Regions from separate parts of the Mus musculus genome. Here regions 1, 3 and 4 are each linked to region 2. A link is a contact called in public HiChIP or PLAC-seq data. All regions are on one chromosome and are shown on one strand. Each heading gives the region's core, a stretch centred on a gene start, on an enhancer-like site or on the middle of the called end of the contact. The rest is flanking DNA. Distances are from core to core; before and after follow the strand shown.

Region 1 (3,289 bases), core at 143-2,642, 830 kb before region 2:
TGAGGGACATGATCAAGACAGTTGTGCAATGGCAGGAACATGGGATTTGCTGTTGCTTTGGGTTTTTTTTTTTTTTCCAGACAGGGCTTCTCTGTGTAGCGCTGGCTATCCTGGAACTCACTGTATAAGCCAGGTTGACCTTGAACTCACAGCAATCCACCGGCCTCTACCACCTGAGCATGTGTGCCACCACTGCCTGGTGTTTGGGTTCTCTTAAAAGCAAAAGGTCTTTTTTTTTCCCCCTGACTCTTGAATCTCTTGTGTTCAGGGAAACTGGTCAGTTTGGGGAGCCACCTTCTGCCTTAGTATGTGTCAGTGTGGCCAGAGTGGATAGATGATGCTCGGGACACAAGACAGATGAGAGAGAGTAACAGGGGGCTTTTCAAGGGGCAAGAAGAATGTCTTCAACCGAAACAAACAGGAAGACAACTGGGCCAATGGAAGAGCCAGACTGTGCTGGGCTGCTCTCAGACAGTTCTCATGAACTGAGTCTATGGGAATGTCCAGGAGCAAGCACAGCTGTGGGGAAGTGGGTCCCCAAGGAGGCCTGGAGTTCAATGGGCAAACAGTGGCCGTCTTCTGCCAAACATAACACTTTGAAAGTAAGAACGATTATGAATTGAAGTCTGATAGTGTGTTGTAGAACCACAGAAGCAATAGTTAATTCCCACCTCAGGTTAGGGCATGGTATCTATCCCAGAGACCAAGAGAAGGACATTTTTTAAAAAGGGAAATAGTTGTTCTTGGCGGACATAGCTGAGCAGTTCGAGGAACAAGGGTCCTGGATTTAAGCAGAAAGAAAGTGTTTTTTCAAAAAAAAAAAAAGTTTCAGAAAAATGTTGGGTGATAGGCTAACGCTAAGAGGTGAGAGGAAGGGTGTGGGTGCATTGATGGGCAGAGGAACCGTGTGATTAGTGCAGGAGTTTTCAAAAAGCACCCAAGGTTCTCAATGGAAGCCATCAAGACAGCTACGGGGATAATGCTGAAGGAAAGAATTCTCTGGCTAGGATTTCTAAAAGTGTTTTAACTAGCTTGTCAAAAGGTCACAGTGCCCTGCCTGAAGGATGCTCTCTCCTCTGGTCAAGGAGACTGACATGGATAGAGTGAGTCTGGGTGTACTTCAATTCTCAGCCACTAGGTGACAGTGTTTCACCACAAATAAAGTGCAATCCAGGGTTTAGCATGCTGAAAATCCGTTAGCTTCGTCCATTTTCTATCTGAAATTGTAAAAAGGAGCAGGGTAGGGCGGGTGGCTCATGTTTACGATCCCAGAACTCCAAAGGCCAAGGCAGAAGGAGCATGACTTTAGGACCAGCCTGGGCCATGTAGAGAACTTGGCCTTAACAAAAAGAGCATCGAAGTATCTAGTATCTGGTTTTCTCTTTACTGAAGCCCTCCAATGCTGCCTTCTGTTTCCAGTACCAATGGCTGCGGAGAGTAGTAGTTAGGCACTGACCTGAATTCCATGTAGTATATTAAGCTTTCTTTATATTATACCCTTTGTATCAGCATGCCTGAAGGGGAGGGTGAGGATTGTAACTCTTTGCCATTCATATAGCTAATTCTGCATTTATACACAGACTAGAGAAGTTGGGACTCTGATTCCATGCCCTCTGTATCATGTGGCTCAGGCTATCAGGTTTGGCCGCAGGGCCTTAAACATAATGAGCCATCTGCCATGCTTACCCTTACATAGTCTTTGAATATTTGTGTTATGTGTATGTGAGTGTGTGTTGCCTTCATGTAAGCATTCACGCCATGTGCTTGCTTGGTGCTCTCGGTTGGAGGCAGAAGAGGGTTGGGATCCCCTGGAACCGGAGGTGCAGACACTCGTGAGCCACTATGTGGGTCCTGGGAAACAAGCCCTGTCCTCTGCAAGGGCAGAAGGTGCTCTTAACCTCTGAACTGGCTCTATTGCTCCTTTTTGTAAGCCATCTTCATTGTCCAGGAATGATCTGGGTGGGGTAGGGTATGACTGCTGCTGGCACCAACAATTAGTGGGCGCTGGTCTCTGTCCTTGATCGGACTGGCCGTGCTCTCCTCAGTTGTGACCCTGGGTGAGAACAATAGTTGGAGGTGAACATCTGTAGAGCAGAGTCTGACGTCATCCATTAAATCTGTGGACGAGCAGAAGGTCGAAGAAAAGGGCCATCGTCCTAGAACTGACTTGTTTACTTGACAGCACGGGCCTCAGACCAAGTGTCTACAGACTAGGCATATAAGCAGATCAGAATGCAGATGAGGGTAAAGAAATACTTAGAGAGTGCTTTTAAGTAAATTATAGTGTTTTAAAAAGCAGATGAACATACATACGTACATACATACATATATACATGCATGCACACATGCAGAAAAGGAGATGGGAGGGAAGGGGACACACACACACACAGACAGACAGGTAGACAGACAGAGGGATACTCATGCATATATGGGGGCCTTTTTTACTTCTGAAACAGCATTGACATATTATTTTCCTATTTTGTGAAGATGAAGTATGTCGGCTAGAAGTGTAGTTCAGTGCTAGAACACTTTCCTCGCTTATGCAAGGCCCTGGGTTCAATCCCCAACGCCACGGAAATAAATAAATAAATAAATAAATAAATAAATAAATAAATTTCAAATTAAATAAAATCAAGAGAAATGGAATCAGCTGATAAAACATGGGCTTTGACCTTGTCTAGCTCAACCTCCACCTGCTTCATCGTTTCTCAACTCCAGACGCGGCTGGCTCCTGGCATCCTTTGTCTCCAGAGCCATCGGAAGCATGATGGGTCTCTTGCTTCTGGCATTTGCTCTGCTGCTGTATTTGCCTTATTGTGCGAATCAGCACTCTGCAGAATCAATACCCACAGTAACAGAGAGGCATAAAAACCTATCGGGGTGCCAAGCTGGTCTTATGGGTGTGCACACGTTCATTCTAGGACGATCCCTGGGAGGGAGTACCCTCTAGACACTTCAGCGACTCCTTCAACTATGGAGTTCCCAGGGCAGGGAAACAAAACCAAACCCTTTCTTCACTGCGGTCCAAATTTACCTTGTGGTCTCAGTCATTGTGTGGTCCTTAATTTTCCTTTTGAAGTTCCCTGTAGCTCAAGTCTTCAAACTAGAAGTGAGAGCTATAGAGAACTTTGGCACTGCTTGAATTCCTATCAACCGCTGACTTAGTCTCTGACCTCTGGGCTGCAAGGATTTGCATCTGAGATTCCCTCAAGGTTACAGTTTGTGTTCATTGGACAGTTTTGTCTTCTGGTCTGATTATCTCGTATTCCAGGTGATGTTGCTCCGATGA
Region 2 (3,542 bases), core at 672-3,171:
CTAGAGCCTACCAGCTGTGCGGGGGGGGGGGGGGGAGGGGCTAGGGGGAAATCACAGAATTGGCCTGGCTACATCCAGTGCTCCCCAAACCTATTCTCCTACCAAGAGAAAGCCAAGGCAACGTGTGTCTGAGCCACTTAGGAAGTACCACTATTACTCTAAGAATACTCTTAAATACTCTCATGTCTAGGTCATCTCTCTGGGTCATCCTTGTGGACCCTTTAGAATGACCCATCTCCACAAAAAGAAACTCAGCTAGAGCAATTCTCCCAGCCAGAAGTGGTGACCAATGCTCATATTTTCCGTACTGGGGAGGCTAAGGTTGGAAGATTGTCAAGAGGCCAGCTTAGGCTATGCAATGAGACACTTAAAAATGGCTCCGATCATGATTAAAATAATAATAACGACGATAAAATAACTAGAAGCCATTATCCTAGTACTTCACCATAATCATTACTGAACTCCAGTCCTTGATCAGACCTGGTGACTTCTGGACAAAACTACCAGAAGAGTGCCCTCCGCCTAGTTCTGCCTGTGTAGACCCGACCAGAGACTACCCCAGGGTGCACCAGAGCAGTCTGAGACCTTTGCCTGCAGTGCTTTGCTTTTCTAAGCTGGACTGGGTTCGGACAGAGTGCCAGCCTGAGGGCCCGGGAATGCGCCTGGGCAGGCACTGTCCCAGCAGCCCGGTGACCGCTGCAGGCACCTCCCCTTCTCTCGCGGTGCCAGCACACGGCCTCAGCGGGCTCCGCTCCCAGTCGCCTGCCACCGGTCCGCCAGGCACACGCCTGGGGCGGGATAGAGGCTGCGCCAAGGCCTCCAAGGCGCCTGAGACAGGGAGGGACAAGGAGGGAAGACTTTCAGTTAGCTCAAATCCAGTCACTCTTTATTCCACACAGCCCACAGCTTCTTTCTCCAGAAGATCTGAAATATCCCAGAATGCCCTCCTTTCCCATAGCGTCTAGCAAGCATCTTTCAGAGGAGTGGCGGCTGTTATAGAGGGCCAGAAACAGATAACCCTGAGTGCCTTCCTGCATACACTTCCCCACACCACTGTGTCTCACAAAAGCTAGCCTCCAACTTATTCTCCTGCCTCAGCTTCTTAGGGAACTGTCAACCTATCCTGTTCATGACTCCCTATCCTTCCCACCCTTAGCGAGTTGTGCCCAGCACATCCAATCCTTGAAGCTGAATGGAACAGCAGTGGCAACCCCATATGGCTGCAGAGGGAAAGGCTGCTCAGACAGGGTAGAACTTACTGAGACCACAAAGCTAGTGAGAGGACTCAAGTTCTCATACAGAGAGACCACTAGTGTGCAAACGCTCTCCCCTCCTACCTTCCTAAACCTAATGGCAAACATTTTATTTTTTAGGGTCACAAAGAATCCTCCGGAGTTACTGCGGAGAGAAGAAAGGGGGGAAGCAGAAGCCCAGCCCTCCACTTCCAAGAGTTCCCTTTGCCACTTTTTCTGCCTAAACCCTTCCCTGAATTTTCTTCCAAGTTCTCAGGAGACTCCAAAGACACTTTTCCCTCCAGACTTTCCACCTAGGCACCCCAAGTCCAGGAGTTATTTGCCCCCCCCCTTTTTTAAAAAGGCCCCCATTTCTAGAGCCACCCCCTGGCTCCCGGAGCCACCGCCCCGAGCGCGCGGCCTGTTTATTCAGCCGGGAGTCCGGCACGCGCCGGGCGCACGCACTGCAACAACAAACCAGGCTGAATGGAGAGTTTGCAAGGAGCGGGCGCGGGCAACTGGAGGGGGGGGGGGCGAGAGGGAGGGAGCTGAGGAGGTGGGGGAAGAGGAGGGGTAGTGGGGGCTGCAGCCGCTCGCTGCAGCAGCGGGGAGTGGGGGGCGAGGCGGGGCCAGGGCTGCGCGTGGGGCTGGGTGTCCCATTGAAAAGGCGGCCGCACCGCAGCCGCCCAGCAGTCTCTCACTTCTGGCCAGGGAACGTGGAAGGCGTACCGGCTGGGAGCCGGTTAGGGAGGGCGAATTGGGGGGAACGAGAGAGCAATTAGAAAGAAAGGGGGTTCAACCAAATAATCCCAGAAGCAGGCTCAAGCCCAGGCTGGAGCAAGGGAGAGCGGGCGCAAGAAAGCGCAGCCCCGGAGCAGCTCCACCTGGCAGAGTGCGCTCGGCACTGACTTTTGCGGCTGCTTTCCTTTTCCCTTTCCTCTTTTAAAACCGAGAAGGCGCCGGCGGCGGCCGCACACGCGAGCGCCACGCGAGGCTCCCGAAGCCAACCGCGGCGGGAGGAGGGGAGGGAGGAGGCGGCGCAGAGGGAAGACGATCGCCCAGGCACCTTCCTCCGCTGCAGCCTGACAACTCTGCCTCCTTCTGCGCGTTTCTTCCCCTTTAACTTTCCTCCGGGGCTCGTTTCTCCCCTCTCCTTTTTCTTCGTCCCCCTTTGATCGTGCTTCGCAGCCCCGCTTCCTTCAAGGGCTCTGCGCACCCTGCGTCCCCAACTCGTTCTCCCCCGCGACAGTTTGGCCCGGCATGGAGAGCTCTGGCAAGATGGAGAGTGGAGCCGGCCAGCAGCCGCAGCCCCCGCAGCCCTTCCTGCCTCCCGCAGCCTGCTTCTTTGCGACCGCGGCGGCGGCGGCAGCGGCGGCGGCCGCGGCAGCTCAGAGCGCGCAGCAGCAACAGCCGCAGGCGCCGCCGCAGCAGGCGCCGCAGCTGAGCCCGGTGGCCGACAGCCAGCCCTCAGGGGGCGGTCACAAGTCAGCGGCCAAGCAGGTCAAGCGCCAGCGCTCGTCCTCTCCGGAACTGATGCGCTGCAAACGCCGGCTCAACTTCAGCGGCTTCGGCTACAGCCTGCCACAGCAGCAGCCGGCCGCCGTGGCGCGCCGCAACGAGCGCGAGCGCAACCGGGTCAAGTTGGTCAACCTGGGTTTTGCCACCCTCCGGGAGCATGTCCCCAACGGCGCGGCCAACAAGAAGATGAGCAAGGTGGAGACGCTGCGCTCGGCGGTCGAGTACATCCGCGCGCTGCAGCAGCTGCTGGACGAGCACGACGCGGTGAGCGCTGCCTTTCAGGCGGGCGTCCTGTCGCCCACCATCTCCCCCAACTACTCCAACGACTTGAACTCTATGGCGGGTTCTCCGGTCTCGTCCTACTCCTCCGACGAGGGATCCTACGACCCTCTTAGCCCAGAGGAACAAGAGCTGCTGGACTTTACCAACTGGTTCTGAGGACCTGCCAGGCTCTCCTGGGAATGGACTTTGGAAGCAGGTACGCTTCATGTGGGGATGGGCAGAGCCTTTCTTGACTAGGTCCCTTTTTCTTTTTCGGTGTGGAGGGGGGAGTTCACGGAAGGTAGGGGCTGTCTCCAGGAACCCAGGGGTGAGAGGAGGTTACTATGTTGTTAGTTTGTCCATCTCAAGTGCTAGTGTGTTAACTTCAGTCTTGGCCCCTGAGAGTGGCTTTGCCCAAGTTTCCAAGAGCAGAAGGTCGAGGTGAGGCATAGAGACCCTGCGTATTGAGTCCTGGGACTTTGTCCAAAGAGATGTTTTACCTGACAGATTCTCCAAGCCTGAATAGCTTCT
Region 3 (3,344 bases), core at 113-2,612, 810 kb before region 2:
ACATACATATCTTTTTATCATCTTTGTCATGTGGCACATATTAATGAAGGCAGCCCAACTTAAACACAATTAACTCATGGAGTGACTTTCCCCCTTTTGGGTGCTAGGGACTTAACTCAGGGTCTTGTGTATACAGGCAAAGTCTCTACCACTGAGTTAACATTCAAGTCCTTCGGAAATACTTAGCAGGCTATTGGTTTCTTTCTGTGTATGTCCTGTCTTCCCAACCAATACTCCCTGAATGTAAGGGTTCCATTTAGGAAGACTCCTTCACAAAAGCCTTTTAAAAGCTTGCCCTCAGAAGAAAGTATAAATGGGAATTGGACGGTAGCCCACAGGCAGAGGCAGAGGCTATGTTCCCACAGAGATAGTCTGTACATGGCTGGTTCAGAGAACTTTTGAGTTTAGAGGATTTTCAACATTCAGTTAACAGCATCATTTCTTTGTATATAGAAAGTGACCAAGGCTCTCAAGTGAGGCTGCTCAGTACCAGCCCTTCCAGTGCTCGAGGTTCTGACTCCTGTTCTTAAACAGGGTGCAACCTCCCAGTACTACAATCGACCTAGTCCTGGGTGTTCCAGAGATTCCAGATGTTAATCTTCACCAGCAGCGAGGGGTGTGAAGCATCACATCACACCCACCAGGGCTCCACTACCCTGTGAAACAACTTGTTTGGACAATTTCATCTTTGTCCGAATGGGAGCAGAAGAGGAAGCCGACGCGGAACACCGAGCTCAGTTGAGGATCTCTGACCAGTCACTACCCCGCTCCTCTCGCAGGGATGCTGGGAAGAACTTGGACGTGACAGAGGAGACAGTTTACACTCTTGGAAAGTTACTGGTGCCTTAGAATTCCAGGAAGTGCTGAATCATAGAGTCACAGACTAGGAAAAGCTTCATAAGAAAAAGATGAAATGAGTATCCGCCGAACACCTTCCATAAAGTGGGGTATATTTTACTTCAACCTCAGTCGCTCCGCTCTGGGTGAGGAAACCGAGAACCACAGTGGAGTAGAAACTTGGCCCCAGTTACTGAACCCGTAAGCTCAGATTTGGACTAGGTTGTCAAATGATGGAGTCATTGCTGGGAACTATTATTATATCAAGGGGTCCTATTTTCACTTTCTGGTTCCAACCGCAGGTAACACAGCACACACTTGTGCGCGATGCCCTCGTCTTTCTTCAGAGCCTTCACTAATAGCAAAGTTCTCAAAGTCACTTGTGAATGTCAAGTTCTCCCTAGGATCTAACTGCAGTCCCTTCAGAGGCACTGCCCTCAGGGGACACGGAAAATGGCTGTAACAGTCCCAGCAGCAGCTTCCCTGACTGGGTTCCAAATTGCTTCTGTTAAAAGAATTGCCAATTCAAAACACATGCGCTGTCTTCAAGCTGGGCCCCACCCCAGATGCTAGGCTTGTTTGAGCCCCTTTCAGGCTTAGCCTGGATACCAGTCCCAATCAAGCCTGGGGACCTAGACAGACAGCAATCAAGATGGAGAAAGGCTCCTCTTCCCCTCTCACACTCCAGCCAAGCCTCAGCTGGGTCTGCTTTCTAAAGCATTTTCTAGGACTAACATTTTATGTAAACACACGAAGGGCCTCATCCTGCCAGGGCTTTGCCAGGAATGAGAAAACACCATTTCTTACGTAGAGACTTGCACATTTTCTATGTCTCTTTCCTAATAGAAAAATCTAGTCCTTTAGAACAAATGCGCACACGGATGACAGGACGTAAGGAGATACAGCCAATGGTGCAGTGGTTTGCATGGAAGAACAAATGAAAGCTTGTGGCAAATGTAGGGGACTTGGAAGCCAAAGATCTGTGTTTAAATATCAACAATGTCTCCTAGCAACTGTGTAATCCTTGGCTTGACTTCCCTGAGTATCAATTTTCTCCTCCATGAAATAAAAGTAATAATACCTAACTCTCCAGGCATGGTGGTATGTGCCTGTAAGCCTAATGCTTGAGAGGCAGAAGGATTATGAGTTCATGTTCTGGGCTACATAGCATGTTCCCAGCCAGCCTGAACTGTATAATAGGACTCGGCTTCAAAGCAGCAACAATAATAATGCTTAACTAATCAGGTAAAGTTACTAAATGCTACATAAAAAATTGCATTTATTTACTGGTAACAAGGGAATAAACCTATGGCCCTGTCCTGGTTTGCTTTCTATGGCTGTGTAAAGGCCTGGTCAAAACCAATTTGGGTAGGAAAGGTATATTTCAGCTTATGTGTCCTGACACTAGGGAACTCGGCGTAGAAAACCCAGGAAGGGGCCTGGAGGCAGGAACTGTAGCAGAAGCCATATCTCCCCCCCACACCCCAGGACTTGCTTAGCCTGCATCTTTTGTTTGTTTGTTTGTCTGTTTCAAGACAGGGTTTCTCTGCATAGCCTGAATGTCATGAAACTAGCTCTGTAGAGCGGGCTGGTCTCAAACTCATAGAGATCCACCTGTCTCTGCCTCCGGAGTACTAGGAGGGCTCGTGAGTCACCACCTGGTCTAGCCTGTACTCTTATATAACCTAGGACACACCTGCCCAGAGGTAGCACCTCTCACAGTGATTCATTTCAGTCATCCATCAAAGATGTGCCCCAAAGGCTTGTCCACTGGCCAATCGGATGGAGGAACTTTCTTAACCGAGATCCCCCCTCTCCTCAGATGCTTCTAGCCTATGTCAAGTTGACAAAAAGACCAACCAGTACAGCCCTTGTGCATGCTGAGCACATGCTCTGGCACTAAGTTATATCTCCAGCTCAATTTTTTAAAGGATATTACTATTATAACTATCGCTATTACTGGAGCAGTTTAAAAAAAGTATCAGACTTTGGAGAATAGCCTTTTATCTTGCACCATTGGGGAATATCTTTATATATTAAATAAATGCTGTTAAGAAAGTCCACATGTATTGAGTACCCACTACATACTGAGCTTTATATATCTTAAGGATTCTATGCTTTAGCTCATTGCTAGTCATCATAGAAGGTAATCGTGCTGTCTTTAGCACTCCCACTTTACAGAAGGGGAGAAGTGAGGCAAGGTCACCAAGCCCATGAGCTTCTAAGTTGTGGAATCTACGACAGTCTAACTACAGAATCCACACACCTGAGCACTATATCTGTAAGATCTCATTTATCTGAGACAGGGTCAAACCCAGCATGGCTGTTTCTTCTTTATACAGAGTATAGAGGTGAACAGTTCAGGACGAGGGGTTCTACCACACTCAAGGTACCTGCTCTGTCCCATATATACATGAAAGTAGATTATAGAGCCTCATCCACCATCCTTATAGCCCAAGAAGTAAGGGTGAAAAAGGGACAGGAGAGAAAGGGACAGATATATGTTG
Region 4 (3,530 bases), core at 629-3,128, 860 kb before region 2:
GCCCTGACCTTCACGCACATACCATGGCCTGAGCACAAGCTATCATGTGTGCACACACAATATAAATATGTAAACCTATAGAGAAGTGGGAGAAAGAGAAAGCCCAGGTACCTAAAGTTGGCTGCAGGCTTTTGCATAGCATAGCAGTTCAACCCTTCCGTCTTCCATTGTGACCGATATGATCTAATTTCCTGAAACCCAAGACATGCTTTTGTTGGCAAGTCTAAATAGATTGATTTTGGTGTTGCCTTGGATTTAATTGCCTCTTTGCTTTCTGGCACCAGCAGCCTTTGGTTGTCAGTCCCCATACACACTTGCAGTCATTACTGTCCTTGCTGTGACTAATTACCTAAGAAAAGGCTGCTTAAAGGTGGAAGGACTTATTTTGGCTCACAGTTCACAGGAATTCGGCCCACCATGGCAGGCAAGTCACACAGTAGACCAACTTGATCTGAAGCACCGAGGGAGGGAGAAAATGTTCCCCTGGCTTTCTCTTCCTCTCCTTTTTATTCACTCAGAGCCCATGGGATGGTGCTGCTTGCTTGAAGTTAAGCCTTTTTGGGAAATGCCTTCAGAGACACATCCATGGTGTGTTACATTAATATTCTAGGTATCTCCTAATATCATTAAGTTGGCAATTGAAATGAATCATCATTATGCTGGCTTTCCTCAAAATTAGCATATTCATTGTAATTAACAAAAATCCCTTAAGTAGTCTGCATTTGTCTTTGGGTATACAGCTTTACCTTGTATCTTAGTCAGGGTTTGTATTCCTGCACAAACATCATGACCAAGAAGCAGGTTGGGGAGGAAAGGGTTTACTCAGCTTACACTTCCACATTGCTGTTCATCACCAAAGGAAGTCAGGACAGGAACTCACAATCCCTGTAGGCTATTCCCTAGCATGGTATGGCACACAAGGCACATTTATGTGGCTGAGATGAACCTGTATTAGGTCATCTATGGCCAAAAGTGGGCTCAGAATTCCCAAACTATAGCTCAGACCCGCAGAGCTGGCCAGTGCTTCAGGAACACCAATTGGTTTGGTTTAGGTGGTGTCTGGCTGGGTGGATCTGAAATGGATCAAGTCATCTTGTCTTGCTGCTAGGAAATAAATACTCCAAGTAGAATTGGTGGGAACAGATATATACTCCAAGTAGCTTTTGGTGGGTGGGCCAGGGCTGGATCCAACCCTTTCTGTCACTTGCCTGAATTAGATCCTTTGTCCATTCTAGGCAAGTGCTCTACCATTGGGCTAAATTTCCAGCTCTTTAGAGGGCGGCTCACTAAGCTGCGAATTCAGACCTTGAACTTGTGATCCTCCTGCTTCAGCCTCCTTAGTAGCCAGGCAGCAGGGATGACAGACTTGTGCTATCAGGCCTGGTTACTATGCGATTTGGCTTTCCCGCTGCTTATCACAAAGGTGTATGTGACGTCCATGCCCAGTGGCCCAAACACCACTGAGCCCCTTTGCCTGAACCCCAGAACCCATAGCGGGACCCGATGGGGTGCGCATCACTGGTGGCCAAGGCTCTGGAAGGAAGCTCAGTGGGTGCTGGAGAGAGAGGCTCAGAGGAAAAACCCCCAAGGGAAGGAGGAGCTGGGAATCCAGCCAGTTTGGCGGGACTTGCCCAAGAGCTGGCCAGCCTCGCGGGGTCCCGCGTCTCCCGCCGCACCCACCCGTCGCTGTATCAAGCAAAAGCGAAAGGAAGCCGAGCGGTCCCGCGTGGCGTGGCGTGGGCGGGGAGGTGGCTGCGCGCTCTAGCTCCGCGGGACCAGGCTGCCGCTTTGTGACTTCACCGGTTTCGCAACAAGCCAGGACCGCCCGCGCCCCACCCACCCGGCTGCCCGTCCGCCCTCCGCCCTCGGGTCTCTGAGCGCTTCCCTCCCTCCGGGGCTGGGCCTGTCCCGGCCGTCCCGGAGTCTCTGTCCCGCCGCGCCGTTAGCTGTCTGTGTCTTGGCCACCGCCTCCAGGCAGTCCGCAGCAAGCCAGCTTCTTGGTCCGACGAGCTCAGCGCCCTCTCACCGCGATGCTGTGCTTCCTCAGGGGAATGGCTTTCGTCCCCTTCCTCCTGGTGACTTGGTCGTCCGCAGCCTTCATCATCTCCTACGTGGTCGCGGTGCTCTCTGGGCACGTCAACCCCTTTCTCCCCTATATCAGGTGAGGGGCAAGAGGAGCGTGAGGGAGGGACCAGGTGAGCTGAGAGGGAGGGAAGGCGTGCAAGCCAGGCATGGGTAGTGGAAATTCTTGAGGTAGTGGAAAGGTGTGACAAGATAATCTCTGGGATCCCCGGGCAAGTTTAGAGAGTCAGGAAGCACGTGTGGGTTCTGCCTTTAATGAGAAACAGTGCTCAGAGCCGCGCATCAAGCAGACAGCTAGACAGCTGGTGGCACCTTTAGACCTGGGGTATGGGATAAAATCTTGGGGAGAGCCTTCTTTGGTGACACTCAGACAAGGAGAGTTCCTAAGATACCATTTATTGTAAGTAGATCCAGGCATGTGGCAAACCGCTCACTTATTTCTCTTCCCAACAACTCCTGGCTCCTCCCCTCCCTCCCTCTCCCCCTCTCTGTCTCTGAGACTGGATCTCCCTATGTAGCCCAGGTTGGCCTGAAGTCTAGGGTGGTATACACAAGTCTACCTTCTTCTGCTTCTCTAGTGCTGGGATTTAAAAGTCTTCACCACCACAGGGGGCTCATTTCTAACAGCTAAAATTTCTTTTCCATGAAAGAAAATGGAGGTTTAAACTGGTGGAGATACACCAGTAGGTCATTGGCGTAAAAGCAACCCTGGACCCCTTGTGCCAACAGCAGCACCTTTAGGATGGACCTGCCTCATACTCCTCTGGACCTGGTGCCTCTAAAGTCAGAGTCCTCAAGTTGTCAAAACCTGTGAAGTTTCTTGCCCTTATTTATTACTTTGTTTCCTACTTAGTCTCCGTCTTTCCTGAGGGTCCTTTATCCACAGCTGGGACAACAGCTTGATCCTCCTTTTTTGTTTATTAGATATTTTCTTCATTTACATTTCAAACCCTATCCCCAAAGTCCCCTATACCCTCCCCCCACCCTGCTCCCCAACCCACCCACTCCTGCTGCTTAGCCCTGGCATTCCCCTGTACTGGGGCATATGATCTTCAAAAGAAAGGCCCTCTCCTCCCATTGATGGCCGACTAGGTCATCCTCTGCTACATATACAACTAGAGACACGGCTCTGGTAGGGGAGGTACTGATTAGTTCATATTGTTGTTCCACCTATAGGGTTGCAGACCCATTCAGCTCCTTGGGTTCTTCTCTAGCTCCTTCATTAGGGGCCCTGTGTTCCATCAAATAGGTGACTGTGAGCATCCACTTCTGTATTTGCCAGGTACTGGCATAGCCTCACAACAGCTTGATCCTCTTTAACATTTCCATGTTAAATGACGGGTATCTGGGTATCTGTGTCCTTTGAGGAAGACTTTAAAGATTATATGTGCGTGTGTGTGTGTGTGTGTGTGTGTGTGTGTGTGTGTGTGTACATATATATATAGAGA

The links. HiChIP or PLAC-seq counts read pairs in DNA pulled down with a chosen protein or histone mark.
Region 1: a contact with region 2 is called in an H3K4me3 HiChIP or PLAC-seq map of embryonic stem cells, with 9 times the contacts expected there. The contact joins the enhancer-like site here to the promoter of Ascl1 in region 2. A contact is called at or near these places in 3 of 39 promoter capture datasets (embryonic stem cells, hippocampal neurons and liver), 2 of 15 datasets of contacts at CTCF or cohesin (hippocampal excitatory neurons and stem cell-derived epiblast-like cells), 11 of 484 Hi-C or Micro-C datasets (the AML12 cell line, LSK cells, the N1E-115 cell line and 6 more), 10 of 115 datasets of contacts at active chromatin or transcription factors (SST interneurons, embryonic basal ganglia, embryonic forebrain and 6 more) and 3 of 9 other capture datasets (embryonic stem cells, embryonic tail and embryonic trunk).
Region 3: an H3K4me3 HiChIP or PLAC-seq map of craniofacial prominence shows a contact between it and region 2, with 7 times the contacts expected there. The contact joins the enhancer-like site here to the promoter of Ascl1 in region 2. A contact is called at or near these places in 1 of 39 promoter capture datasets (embryonic stem cells), 1 of 484 Hi-C or Micro-C datasets (the AML12 cell line), 6 of 115 datasets of contacts at active chromatin or transcription factors (VIP interneurons, craniofacial prominence, embryonic basal ganglia and 3 more) and 1 of 9 other capture datasets (embryonic trunk).
Region 4: an H3K4me3 HiChIP or PLAC-seq map of stem cell-derived neural progenitor cells shows a contact between it and region 2, with 6 times the contacts expected there. The contact joins the promoter of Dram1 here to the promoter of Ascl1 in region 2. A contact is called at or near these places in 5 of 115 datasets of contacts at active chromatin or transcription factors (embryonic limb bud, embryonic stem cells, forebrain and 1 more).

What each region holds. Positions count from the first base shown.
Region 1 is chr10:88,325,469-88,328,757 of GRCm38.p6, reverse strand. The region is part of intron 5 of Dram1 (DNA-damage regulated autophagy modulator 1); the gene reads left to right. Among named protein-coding and RNA genes, the nearest start is that of Gm51779, 9.7 kb to the left of the region's middle. Within about 2 kb of position 1,392, at least 25 of the 459 cell types and tissues checked have an H3K27ac peak or open chromatin away from gene starts, as enhancers often do. A contact at or near this core is called in hippocampal neurons, where this site is marked.
Region 2 is chr10:87,492,039-87,495,580 of GRCm38.p6, reverse strand. Ascl1 (achaete-scute family bHLH transcription factor 1) reads left to right here and starts at 1,921. Exons shown (of 2, transcript NM_008553.5): 1 at 1,921-3,228. The coding sequence starts at 2,493. The coding sequence ends at 3,188.
Region 3 is chr10:88,300,564-88,303,907 of GRCm38.p6, reverse strand. It overlaps a transcript of Washc3 not described here. Among named protein-coding and RNA genes, the nearest start is that of Gm51779, 35 kb to the left of the region's middle. Within about 2 kb of position 1,362, at least 39 of the 459 cell types and tissues checked have an H3K27ac peak or open chromatin away from gene starts, as enhancers often do. A contact at or near this core is called in craniofacial prominence, where this site is marked.
Region 4 is chr10:88,355,423-88,358,952 of GRCm38.p6, reverse strand. It overlaps Dram1 (DNA-damage regulated autophagy modulator 1), which reads left to right and starts at 1,878. Exons shown (of 7, transcript NM_027878.2): 1 at 1,878-2,161. The coding sequence starts at 2,031.